Linked DNA regions of Tachysurus vachellii: region 2 is linked to region 1. Evidence: chromatin contacts called from public Hi-C data. All regions are on one chromosome and are shown on one strand. Each heading gives the region's core, a stretch centred on a gene start, on an enhancer-like site or on the middle of the called end of the contact. The rest is flanking DNA. Distances are from core to core; before and after follow the strand shown. Region 1 holds the start of ston2 (stonin 2). Region 2 holds the start of efcab11 (EF-hand calcium binding domain 11).

Region 1 (7,042 bases), core at 2,630-5,129:
CATGCTCTAGGCTCTCCTAACAGTGCACACACACACACACACACACATAGAGAGAGAGTATATACACAGGCTATAGACTCTCCTAACAGTGCACGCGCACACACACACGCAAAGTATATACACGCATGCTCTAGGCTCTCCTAACAGTGCACGCACACACACACACACACACACACACACACACACACACACATAGAGAGAAAGTATATACACAGGCTATAGACTCTCCTAACAGTGCACGCACACACATACACACACGCAGAGTATATGCACACATGCTCTAGGCTCTCCTAACAGTGCACACACTCCCCCAGACACACACACACACACACACACACAGAGTATATATACACACATGTTCACACACGCTAAAGTTCAGGAACTAAAATGACCACCAGTGAGTGTTATTTTTTTCACACACACTGCAAATCCCACCCTCTCATTCCCTCTCTCACTCTCTCACACACACACACACACACACACACACACACACACACACACACAGAGAGAGAGAGTATATACACAGGCTATAGACTCTCCTAACAGTGCACGCGCACACACACACGCAAAGTATATACACGCATGCTCTAGGCTCTCCTAACAGTGCACGCACACACACACACACACACACACACACACACACATAGAGAGAAAGTATATACACAGGCTATAGACTCTCCTAACAGTGCACGCACACACATACACACACGCAGAGTATATGCACACATGCTCTAGGCTCTCCTAACAGTGCACACACTCCCCCAGACACACACACACACACACACACAGAGTATATATACACACATGTTCACACACGCTAAAGTTCAGGAACTAAAATGACCACCAGTGAGTGTTATTTTTTTCACACACACTGCAAATCCCACCCTCTCATTCCCTCTCTCACTCTCACACACACACACACACACACACACACACACACCAGTTCTTATATATTTAGACATATAGTTATTTACATGTGAACAATCTTCTGTCTTTCTGGACCGTGCAGGAGTTTAACAGATGGTCCTCTGCATTTCGATTGTGATCCTGCTTCTAATTGTGTAACTTGATGGAGTTTGTCGTCTTTTCTGTCTGAGGATGGAAACTCTGTGCTGCAGCCAAAAACACCACCCAGTGCAATCATGTTTGTTCGGTTCTGCTGGAAAATGTCACACAATCCCGCGATAACAAACAGGGTACAAATGACAGGGGTCACATCATTAACTTCTGTCCAGTTAGTCACGGTTAACTAGTCGCATCTGTCACACATCATTATCGACTGACTCGGAACTAAAGATGCTGCGGTGTCGATGTATTCACCTGGATGAGTTGTGAGCTGTCGGCTAGCAGGTCCGAGACACAGGGACATCTCACCTGGACAGGTAAAGTATAATGTTACTGATCACCTGTAGAGACGAAGTAACCATCTAAGCAATGAATGAAGTATACATCAACCTGAGAGTGATTCAATACACTACTGAATCAGACACAGACGAATCAAACACAGCGGTGAGTCGATTAGACAAACTCTAAGGCAAATCAGACACAACAGTGAATCAGATACAGACTAGTCAATTACACACAGCAATGAATCAATCAGAGACACCGAGGCTAATCAGACACCGACTTGTCAATCAATTAGACCGAGCAGTGAATCAATCAGACACGTTAGCGATTCAATCCGACACGGTCTGGTCAAACAATCTGACACAACGAATCAATTTAATGTATGTTCACAAATCCGGGATTCGAATCAAACGTGAAATGAAATGAGACAAAAACATATATAATGCAAACGAACCCGAGCCGCTACTGATTCGATCCGATTTAATAGGACTAGTGACTCAATCCATGTGTGACTCGATCTGATACACTAGTGAATAAATACAATGCAGTAGTGAATCGATCTGATATCACTTGTGACTTACTCCAACGTCTGATGGAAAAAAAAACATTAATTTCTACACCAGTGCAGAGAGATTATATTACAAAGACCTTACTGAAGTGAAGCAAACAAATGATCCAAATTGATGAGTGTAGAACAAGAGTCAAATGTAGAGATCTTATCACACAGGCAACCTGGAAAACCAGTTAACCTGCACATTTATTGCCCTGCTACACACACACACCCCAGACACACACAACACCCACACACACACACACACACACACACACCCCACACACAGCACCACCCACACACAGCACCCCCCAACACACAGCACCCCCCAACACACACACACACCCCAGACACACACAACACCCACACACACCCCACACACACACACACACCCCACACACAGCACCCCCCAACACACACACACCCCAGACACACACAATACCCACACACATACACACCCCACACACAGCACCCCCCACACACAGCACCAACCACACACAGCACCCCCCACACACAGCACCCCCAACACACACACACCCCAGACACACACAACACCCACACACACCCACACACACACACACACACCCCAACACACACACACACCCCAACACACACACACACCCCACACACAACACCCACACACACCCCACACACACACACACCCACACACACCCCACACACACAACACCCACACACGCACAGCACCCCCCACACACAGCACCCCCCAACACACACACACACACCCCAGACACACACAACACCCACACACACCCACACAACCCCCCACACACAGCACCCCCCAACACACACACACACACACACAGCACCCCCACACACACAGCACCCCCACACACACACCACCCCCACACACACACACAACACACAACACCCACACACACCCACACAACCCCCCATAAACAGCACCCCCAACACACAACACCCACACAACCCCCCACAAACAGCACCCCCAACACACAACACCCACACACACCCACACAACCCCCCACAAACAGCACCCCCAACACACACACACACACACACACCCACATACAACACACCCCCACACACAACACCGCCCAACACACACAACACCGCCCAACACACACAACACCGCCCAACACACACAACACACAGAAAACACAACACACACCCCAACACACAACCCCACACACACAGCACCCCCAACACACACACACACAACCCCCACACACACAGCTCCCCCAACACACACACACACACACACCCCAGACACACACAACACCCACACAACCCCACACACACAGCACCCCCTAACACACACACACACACAAAACCCACACACACACCCCAGACACCCACATACAACACACCCCCACACACTACACACCCCCAGCACACACACCACACAGAAAACACAACACACACACACAACACCCCCAACACACACACACAACACCCCCCTCAATCAGATGCTTGTTTGACTAGCAGAGAAAACAATATCCTGCGTTCACTCGAAATGAAACTTCAACAATTAAAGCAATAAAACAAGAACATGACAAACTCGAGCTTGAAGTAAACCGGAAATTAACCTGATAACGTGCACATTCTAGGGTTTAACACTAACTTCGTGCAACATTGTTGACAACAGAAACACAAAAGTAAAAACGAGACAAAAAGTAAAAACGAGACAAACACGAGATAAACACAAAGTAAACACAAAGTAAACAGGAGATAAACACGTGACGCACTTCAGCACTAAACTGTTGCCTTCACTTGTAACAGTGTAACGTGGTGCACGCGCCTCTCTCTCTGACTCTTTATAACGTTTTATAACCGGTTTAATACGACAGAAACAAACCGACTGAAACAGAACAGAAACAAGAGACAGATATAAGTGCCAGTTTTCCTACCTAGTGTTTATTATAAAACAACTCCGACACTCAGCTTGCTGCAACAATCCAGTCAATCGCTGTCGAAGCCCCGCCCACTGGCTTCTGATTGGTCACATCCAGGAGCGAAGCTTCTCAGTATAGGACTGATAGAGGTTGCCAGATTGAGATTATACTGACATCTGTAATCTTTACTGGAAGCAACAAAAATGTTCATCTTTGCAAGCTTTACAATTATAACTTACCAAACATGTGCATAAATATTTACAGCTTTATTTATTTATCATGTAGCTCTGTAACGGCCAGCAAAGCAAAACACACGCATCTAGCACACGCACATGCACTAGGTGGGGGTGCGTGCGTGCACTAGGTGGGGGTGCGTGTGTGCACCCCCACCTAGTGCACACACGCACCCCCACCTAGTGCACGCACGCACCCCCACCTAGTGCACACACGCACCCCCACCTAGTGCACGCACGCACCCCCACCTAGTGCACACACACACACACACCTAGTGCACACACCCCTAGTACACCGCACTAGGTGGGGTGTACTAGGGGTGGGGTGCACACCCCTAGTACACCCCCACTTAGTGCACACACTCCCCTAATACACACACACCTCCCTACTACACACCCCTAGTACCAAATGGTTCAAAGAACAAAAAACATGCAAACAGCAGATGGCCACGTGACTGAGTCACACTAAAGACCATTTATTCAACATTTACAAAAGTTTAAATCACTGAGTAGAAATCAGAGTTATAAGAGCTGATGACGCACAAATCTGCACAAATGAGCAATAGCAGAAGTCACGTGACTCACATTTGCAGTCCGTTAGACTTTCATTATAGGAAATATTGGCATTTAAATCCTCCACAATTCAAATCAATATCACGCATTAGAGCTGTTAATTACCTTATAATAAGTGCAGTAATGAGCTCTGCTACATTACAGTTAGCACAACACACCACTTACCAGTCACAGTTGTGTCCTGGGTCTTTTCCTGGTCACTTTGTACTGTTCATTTCTCTTTCTCTTTCCTTCCTCTTCTCTTTTAGGCTCCATTTGTATGTTTATTAACGCTTTAATTAAACACAGAGTCCAATTAACACACTTTACATCACGTGACCAAATTAGACGCTTACTATTCGATAATAATAATAATAATAATAATAATAATAATAATAATAATAATAATAATAACGCAATATTTCAGCAAGTTAAAGTCTGAGCTGTCTTGTATACAGAGTAGTTTATTTATAATTATATATATTAAAAACATTACAAAACAGAGCAGTTTAATGTAAAAGTGATTAGATTTTGGATTGTACTTTTATCCATTATTTCTCTAAAGTGGACTTAGACCATGCATTCAAAAATACAATACATTCCTTTATTGTTTTTATTTTTTTTTATTAATTTCTCACTTATAATTAAATATATAATAATAATAATGATAATAATAATAATAATAATAATAATAATAATAATATAAACACATGCATTGCATACGGTTGTAAAAATAATACTGTGTTGTTTAGTTGAAACATTTTGTGAGTATTTTTTTAATCAAAATCTTCAAAATTACAGATTTTCAAAAGGTTCTGAAATTAAGAATTTTAAAAGTTCTTAAAAAAAAATGAAACTTAACGCTGGGCAAATCTTTGCAATCTGGCAACCCAGTATGTGCGTCCACCTGCTGATGAGAGCGCGAGCGTGCCAAAATAACACATTACAAACAGTTTACACGTTCAGAAAGTAGTGTTAAACTCCACAACTTTACACACGGGACCGTAAATAAAGTTGATAAAACGTTATTAATGCTGTTATTAAGCTTTCAGAGCAGGCCTGACGTTTATAACATTCATTTACACAGATAGTTTTAATCGCTGTGTGTTTTGCGCCATCTGTCGGCATTGAGCGGAACTGCAGCGATTCATCAAGCTGCTGTGTGACGTCAGAAGGAATCGAGTAATGAACCTGAAAGGTTTGACATCATTAAAACGCAGTTTAGAGCTTTATTACTGTGATGCTGTGTTTTTCCAGCAGGGGGCGACATACATCTGGAAGCCGAATGCATTTGGTTTTAATGCCTTTATTCGAGGTGTTAATTAATTAATCTGTATATACAATAATTATCAGGATATTTTACATTTAATAGACTGATCCATTCAAGATGTCAAAGAAATGTGTGTGAAGAAGCATAACAAATTAAATGAATGACCAGATTTCATGGGTTTTACATCACATCCTTTTTATCTGTTTAAAGTTATTCAGTATTTATTCGGTATTTATTCAGTATTTATTCAGTGTTTATTCAGTATTTTCTTTTTTCACTTATAGCAACTATAAAGAGGCGTTCCCTCATCAGCCTCCGTCATGAACTTGCACCATCACCTCGGACCGTGGGGTAACACACTGACACTTATAGACTGACAATAACACTAATATAATATTTAACTAACGAGCATTTTCTCTCCCTCATGTTTGATGAGCACAAGATATACAGAGCGTCTAAATATGAATCCTTTTAAATGTAAGCAGCATTTACGTCTCCATCCCCTCACACAGGCGGCAGAACCCGAGGTCGAGTCCCAGTCCGCTCTAAGTGAGACATTACTACCGTCTCTTGTGAGGTTTAATTTGAGATCTGATCTAATAAGTCTGATGTATGATCAGTCGGGGTTCACTCCGCCTCCTCCGGCGCTGTAAAAGCGTGTGATTAACACATCTGGTGTAAATCTGTCTGCTAAAATTAGACTGCAGATTACAATAGATCTGCATCTGTACAGTAAACAGGAACAAATGGATCAGACAAACGAGCCTGTGTTTATAACGCCACTCCAGATCTCAGTAACCACAGCTGCCTGACGAGACGCCTTAATTCTCCAAATAAGTTCTCAATTAAGTCATGACAGTAAGCCAGTCCTCCATTCTGAAGGAGTTCTGACTACTGCTTGTGATTGTGCGATCAATATTTAAAAAGCGTTTCCTTATAACTCCTCTGATCTCAGACAGCTTCTCCACACAATACGGCCGGTTACCTGTCAGAACAGGTGGCTGAGGAGTTACAGTAACTCTGCGGCTTTGCGCGTTTGGCACCGAGAAGCAGATCCACACCCAGTGCGCCATCCTGTTCCTAAAACCCTGTCAATATCTCAAATCTGCTCGTGTAACCTCGATTACACATAAACAACACACCTTATCTCAAAAAATCTCTAGCTGAGCTCCTGAACGCACCTCGTGTAAGCAAGGAATGTACTGTAAGGATGTTG
Region 2 (7,042 bases), core at 2,787-5,286, 180 kb after region 1:
AGGTCCATATGAGAGCTTTTTATCCTGTCTTTCTACAAGAGGAAATATGGAGAAAGGATCGGATGGGGCAGATAATCTCGTCCAATAGTCACAGAGGTGTCGCGCTACAAAATTCAGCACGGAGAAGATCAATCATTCTCGAAAACATTGAGGCATAAAAGATCTGTCCATGAAATGCCTTCAGATTTTCCTGCTATGTTGCTTAGCAACCAAAGCTTACTGTTAAGAGACTGTGTGCCGGAAGAACGCCGTTTGTTTTTTTTGTTTTTTTTTTGCTAATAATCACTAATAATACATTCAACTCTGTAACAAGCTCCAGATTTATTGGTGAGAAGCGCGACGGAGAGATTGTTTCTATCTGCTGCTATAACGTAAGTGATAAAGGAAATGAGTTTTTTTAGATGTTTCACGTTAAGTAAATTAAAAACTGCTGAATGTTGACAAAGTGCTGTGGCTGAAGAGAACGAAGAGACTTTGTTCATCACCACTTTATGGTTATGACTCTGCTCTTTGTGCTCCACTCCATCACACCACCGTGGCGCTCGGTCATTTCCTGCTTCATCTCCTTATTATCCATCTCATGGTGAAAAGTGAACTGTATCTCAAACCAGCAATGACACTGAGGTGTTTAAAATCACGACGACGACGAGGACGACGACAACCAGACAGCTTTATTAAAAAAAAAAAAAAAAAAAAAAAAAAACTTCAGTGCCTTTCGCACACCATTGTCTACTCCATCTAGAGAAAGAGAAAGTGAGATAAAGGAACGGAGTGAGTGGGCTAGTCAGAGACGGCGTTGTAGCACGGCTCAAGCGCCTCTATTCAAGCGGCCTCTATTCTCTCAGAAAGTCTGCCGGAGGGAACCTGCTGCTCGGTCTCGCCAATCCTTCCCCATTACGACCAGAAACCCACTCCTTCCTGCCTTCCTGCCATCACTAATTTAGTAATCACATGAAATTCAGAAGAGGGGCAATTTAATACGCTGCTTGCTCTGAGCAAGATTTAACGCTGGAGTATTTCATCACTGCGAGCAAGCCACTTTAACTAATTTATCTTGTGCTTTCCTGTGGGGCAGTATACAAAAGCAATTTGCTCGTGGCGTAAAACAAGAGACAAATTGCTTACTAATCTAGGTCTTCAACCGTTTAATGTCTCGCCTTAAAAACCGGCTTGCCAACCCTCTTTTCTTCGGCGTTGCTGTCTGTCAAATGGCATGTTTCACGCCAAAATTATTTCGTGCCATTTTTTTTGTGAGGGGTCCTTTCATTCGTGGCAACGTGTAAAAAAGGATTACACAAAATCAAATCAAGCTTTCATTTCCCTTAAGTGGTATGCATAAAGCGTGGTTTCCTCTGTCAAAATCAGGAGAAAATTTCACGTATCATGCCCAGGGCTTGGCTGGAGATGAGTCACCTTAGTGAGTCGAGACATTATGATGAAAACGGTAATGGACGTGCTCTTCGGGAGACGCCTGAGACCACTGAAACACACCGCACGTCTGGGTCAAAACCAGCAAAACAAATAAGGAGTCGAAATATTCACACTTTTACTTTTTTTTATTCGAACCCCTGTAGAGGTCCGAAACGCACTCACGCTACACCTGTAATCAGACGTGACCTGCTCATCATCATACCTGGGCAGTTTGGCTCCACACCAGCCTCCATCATCATACTGGTTTCTGACTAATTAAGAGAGAGAGAGAGAGAGAGAGAGAGAGAGAGAGAGAGAGAGAGAGAGAAATCAAAAAGAATATCTAGTTTCTGCCAGTGATTTACATGTAAGATTCCATGCAAATCCATGAAAGATTAACACAATGGTTTGATCATTAAAACAAAAAAGTGCTGTGTCAAATTGTAATCCAGCGCAATGTCTCCATCTAGCGGTTGCACTAGGAATTACCTTTGAAGGTTTATATCCGAATAGCATAACAACTGCCACCTTAAGATCCTCTCTGGACAAGTAGCCCTTCTTTTCTACATCACACTGTTCAAAAACCTAAACACAAAGGCAAAAAAAAAACATTTAAAAGTATTAAACATGCCCCCAAATAAAAGCATAACAGAAAAATAAACTTTCTTTGTCGTATTTTGATATAATAAAGGGACAAGAATGAATTAAACCCATCTAAAATGTATAAAAGCGTATTTTCAGTTTTCATGAAACGTGTTACTAATAACGTGTAAATAATTTCCACGTTACTAATAACATGTGTAAATAATTTCTGCGCCCTGTGGTGGACACAAAGCCGTGAGCCCGGATAGCTCAGTCGGTAGAGCATCAGACTTTTAATCTGAGGGTCCAGGGTTCAAGTCCCTGTTCGGGCGGAAATACACTTTTTATTTTTATTTCTAAACTGAAATCAAAACGTCGGAAATATAAGACGTTATATTACTACAGACACTACAGACACCACAGACACCACAGACACCTCAGACACCACAGACACCACAGACACCTCAGACACCACAGACACCTCAGACACCGCAGACACCGCAGACACCACAGACACCACAGACACCACAGACACCACAGACACCACAGACACCTCAGACACCTCAGACACCACAGACACCTCAGACACCACAGACACTACAGACACCACAGACACCACAGACACTACAGACACCACAGACACTACAGACACCACAGACACTACAGACACCTCAGACACCACAGACACTACAGACACCACAGACACCACAGACACTACAGACACCACAGACACTACAGACACCTCAGACACCACAGACACCGCAGACACTACAGACACCACAGACACCACAGACACTACAGACACTACAGACACCACAGACACCACAGACACTACAGATAAACCCAGATGTAACAGATGTGTCAGTTTTAAATATTTACTTTATGGACTTTATGAATGTTGACAATTTAATACGTATTAAAACAGAGATGCTTGAACATAGAGAATTGTGTAGAACAAGCTAGTAAACAATATCTAGTTAACACAGTTAGTTATCTGGGTTAACTAGGTACACACAGTAAGTTATCTATTTAACTCAGTTATCTACTTAACACAGTTAGTTATGTAGGTTAACACAGTTAGTTATGTAGGTTAACACAGTAAATTATCTACTTAACACAGTTAGTTATCTAGGTTATCTATTTAACACAGTTAGTTATCTATTTAACACAGTTAGTTTATGTAGGTTAACACAGTTAGTTTATGTATGTTAACAGTTAGTTATCTAGGTTATCTAGTTAACACAGTAAGTTATCTAGGTTATCTAGTTAACAGTTAGTTATCTAGGTTATCTATTTAACACAGTTAGTTATCTATTTAACACAGTTTATGTAGGTTAACACAGTAAGTTATCTACTTAACACAGTTAGTTATCTAGGTTACCCACTTAACACAGTTAGTTATCTAGGTTATCTATTTAACACAGTTAGTTATCTAGGTTATCTATTTAACACCGTTAGTTTATGTAGGTTAACACAGTAAGTTATCTACTTAACACAGTTAGTTATCTAGGTTATCTACTTAACACAGTTAGTTATCTAGGTTATCTAGTTAACACAGTACGTTATCTAGGTTATCTAGTTAACACAGTACGTTATCTAGGTTATCTAGTTAACACAGTTAGTTATCTAGGTTATCTAGTTAACACAGTTAGTTATCTAGGTTATCTAGTTAACACAGTTAGTTATCTAGGTTATCTAGTTAACACAGTTAGTTATCTAGTTAACACAGTTAGTTATCTAGGTTATCTAGTTAACACAGTTAGTTATCTAGGTACCTTACTTATATTTCAGAAGCTAATACACTTTGCCTGTTTGTAAGCAGCAGTTTATCTTAGCTGTAGACAATCTTACCGAAACAAACCTCTTCCTGTCACCTGCTGTCACTTTTCTATCCCTATTCCTACTAAATGCAGCGCCGCTACAAAGAGACATTACTTCCTACGCTACAAGCTACAAGCTACATGCTAGCTGTCTGTTTATACGCTAGGCTTTAACGGTTTCCATGGTAATGCGTAGCTGCGCACGAGCGCCTCCAACTGGCACGGCTCGCGCCTAAATGTAATATATTACCCTGCTGCACTACAGTGGTGCACTATCTAGGGTGTAAACATTACGTCATACACTTTACAGCCAATCAAACGTCGGATTACATTTATCCAGATTCAGCGTCTTTACAAAAAAAGACAAACAATGTAGTCCTGTGAGACCATTTTATAAAACCCTTCAAACATCGTTTAATTATCTTAATTAATATTAAAGCTGCTAACGCGACATTTTAAACTCCAAAGGACACCGAATCTACATTACATTTACACTCACTGCATTAGTGCACTACATAGCGTGTAAAACCACACACACTAGACCACTACGTAGGGCACTAGGTTTGTACCCAGGAGCCGATTGGGATCGAGCCTGTATAGCAAAGTACGTCAGTTTATATGAAGTGAAGTTTGCTACAAAGACGTTATATCACACACAAGATAATAAAAGTCGGATTACAATCAGGTTTATATAAATTATTTGTTTTATTTACAAATATCAGATTTGCATCCAGGTGAGTTTGTGTTCATTTATCACGCTTTATCTATTATAGATTATTATTATTATTATTATTATTATTATTATTATTATTATTATTATTATTATTGGAGGCTTTTATTTTGATGGGGGTTATTTCGCGGTATTCACAGTGCATTCATTGATGTTTTCTACAACGTGCACTGGACATTAAATTAGAAGAAAATGATGCAAAATGATTAATTTCAGATTTCTACTTCATGAACTATTAGATATATATATTGTGCATTATCTGTTCTTTTTTTCCCCATTGATCTTGTTCTAACAGTTAATCTGCACCACCAGAGTAAGTTACAAAAATAATGTTGTTTATTTTAACGTTAAAGTTTATAAAACTCTTTAAGTACAGAACTGATGCTGTGGAACTGAAAGGCTTTTTGTGTCACAGACAGATAACATGAACAACGTGTTGTACTCCAATGAGTCGACTCTTCTATTTGGTTCTTTTAGGTAATTGACCGGGACTCGATTCCACGGTTGTTGTTTTTTGTTGTTGTTCTTTTATGGAAATTAAGACAAAAAGTCTTTTTGGTCACACACACACACACACACACACACACACACACACACAACCGTAAGAAATAAGAAACCAGTAGAACGTATCAACATCTGAGTCGTTTAGAGTCGGTTCAGGTTAAACGCTCGACTCTTGTGTGTGACTGAATCAACATGATTTACACAGTCAGTACATTCTATTTGAATGAAAGTGTATGAATAGATGAATGAATATTTTTACTGCTAAACCATTTAAACCTTCATCTAAGGGATGTGCTCCTGTAAGTGTGTTATTAACATCTGTAGTGTAATAACCTTCAAATAATAATAATAACATCTATTAAAGGTTAGAGCACTTTGTTAGTCAAAATGTATTAAATGACTTCTTGCTTCCACTGTGGAACAGAATGGAGAGCCAACACGGCAAGTGGACGCTGTCTGACAGTGAGGATGATGATGATAATGTCATACCACCAACACCACCGAAAAACATACAGGAACCCATAAAGAACATTAAGCCTGATCCAGAGCCCAAAGCCAGCCCAGTTAGTACAGTGTTAAAGCCCAAATCTGAGCCAAGGAAAAAAAACAACGTGAAGCTTGAGACTGAAAAAACGTCTGTCCCTGCAATGGGCTCTGAGGCTCGACAAGCCTCACGCCTCCATCAGAGTAATCCGGTTAAATACGACAGCAGTCCTTCTGCAGCACCGAAGAGAAAGAGAGAGACAGATGAGGGAGGTTGGAACCTCTCCAGCAGTGATGATGATGACAACAGAGCTTCCTCATCAGCCCCTAAAAACAAACCCAAACCCAAACGACAAGGCTCAAGTCCTCCGAGGAAGAAGCCCGAGAGAAGTCGGCCCCCGAGTCCACATGGTGAAAATTATTACAAAGAGGAACCCAGTGATTTCTTTGAGGCAAACTTAAACACCACGAACGATACGTACCGCTTTTATTTAAACAAAGTCACAGGGATAGAAAAGAAGTACAACACCGGAGCCTTGCACATTAAAGGTGAACACACAAATACTATATATCACTTTCGTTTTATGTGTATTTAAGCTGTGCTTGGTTACATTTATTGATTTATTGATTTTTTTCTACCTGCTTCAATAGAAATACTTTCCCCCATGTTTGGCACACTAAAGGAATCCGTCCAGGTACGTGTCTGTTTGTATGTCGCTCACACTGTTGTGTGTTAAAGACTGGAGATGAAATGCACATCACTTTAACCTCTGGTGTTTTATCAAACTATAAGTGGTAACCTAGGCAACAAGTAGGTTAAATCTCTGAATCCTGAAATTTATATCTAAAGCTACACCTTGTTAATGTCAAACAAACATCTCCTTAGAGGAAACTTCACATCAACAATTACACGTATGTTACACACATAAAGTTATAATATAATATCATTCACATATAAATTAACATCCTCATGAGTGAAAAGAAGACTCAGCAATGATCACTTTACACACACACACACGCACACACACACATTGTCACAGTCCCATCTGAAACTTTTATAGATTTTTTTTTTTCTGTCCTTTCAGTTTAACTACTGCTTTGATATTCCATGGATGGTGCAACAATATCCTCCTGAGTTCAGGTAAGTGTGAACTTTACACACTGTTCACCAGGTAGGATTTAAAAACAGATTAATGCCGTTTATTAACGCTCATCCTAATGCCTAATGGGATTTAGACAGAATCTAAAAGAGCTTTAGTCGTGTTAATTATGACCATTTTTGGCTCCTTAATTACCAAAATGAATACGACTAACATTTGAATTTGTGGTTTGTGGCACTTTAATTAAGGTAAAGTCTTTAATTAAGGTCAATTTTGATATCTCACAGATATATTTGCTCTGTTTTAGGAATAATCCCGTAACGATCGTGCATGGAGAGAAGCGAGAGTCGAAGGCTCGTCTCATGCAGCAGGCTCAGCCCTACAGCCACATCCGATTCTGTCAGGTTCGGCTT

The links. Hi-C and Micro-C count contacts between places; a contact is called where the count stands out from the background.
Region 2: a contact with region 1 is called in a Hi-C map of muscle, with 4 times the contacts expected there. The contact joins the promoter of efcab11 here to the promoter of ston2 in region 1. A contact is called at or near these places in 2 of 3 Hi-C or Micro-C datasets (blood and muscle).

What each region holds. Positions count from the first base shown.
Region 1 is chr10:26,579,333-26,586,374 of HZAU_Pvac_v1, forward strand. It overlaps ston2 (stonin 2), which reads right to left and starts at 3,880. Exons shown (of 7, transcript XM_060880487.1): 1 at 3,787-3,880.
Region 2 is chr10:26,762,790-26,769,831 of HZAU_Pvac_v1, forward strand. efcab11 (EF-hand calcium binding domain 11) reads right to left here and starts at 4,037. Exons shown (of 5, transcript XM_060880516.1): 1 at 3,844-4,037; 2 at 1,900-1,995; 3 at 1,634-1,682. The coding sequence starts at 3,924. It overlaps tdp1 (tyrosyl-DNA phosphodiesterase 1), which reads left to right and starts at 4,681. Exons shown (of 17, transcript XM_060880493.1): 1 at 4,681-4,855; 2 at 4,958-5,019; 3 at 5,471-6,078; 4 at 6,181-6,224; 5 at 6,615-6,670; 6 at 6,937-7,033. The coding sequence starts at 4,967. trnak-uuu (transfer RNA lysine (anticodon UUU)) reads left to right here and starts at 2,252; the gene lies at 2,252-2,324.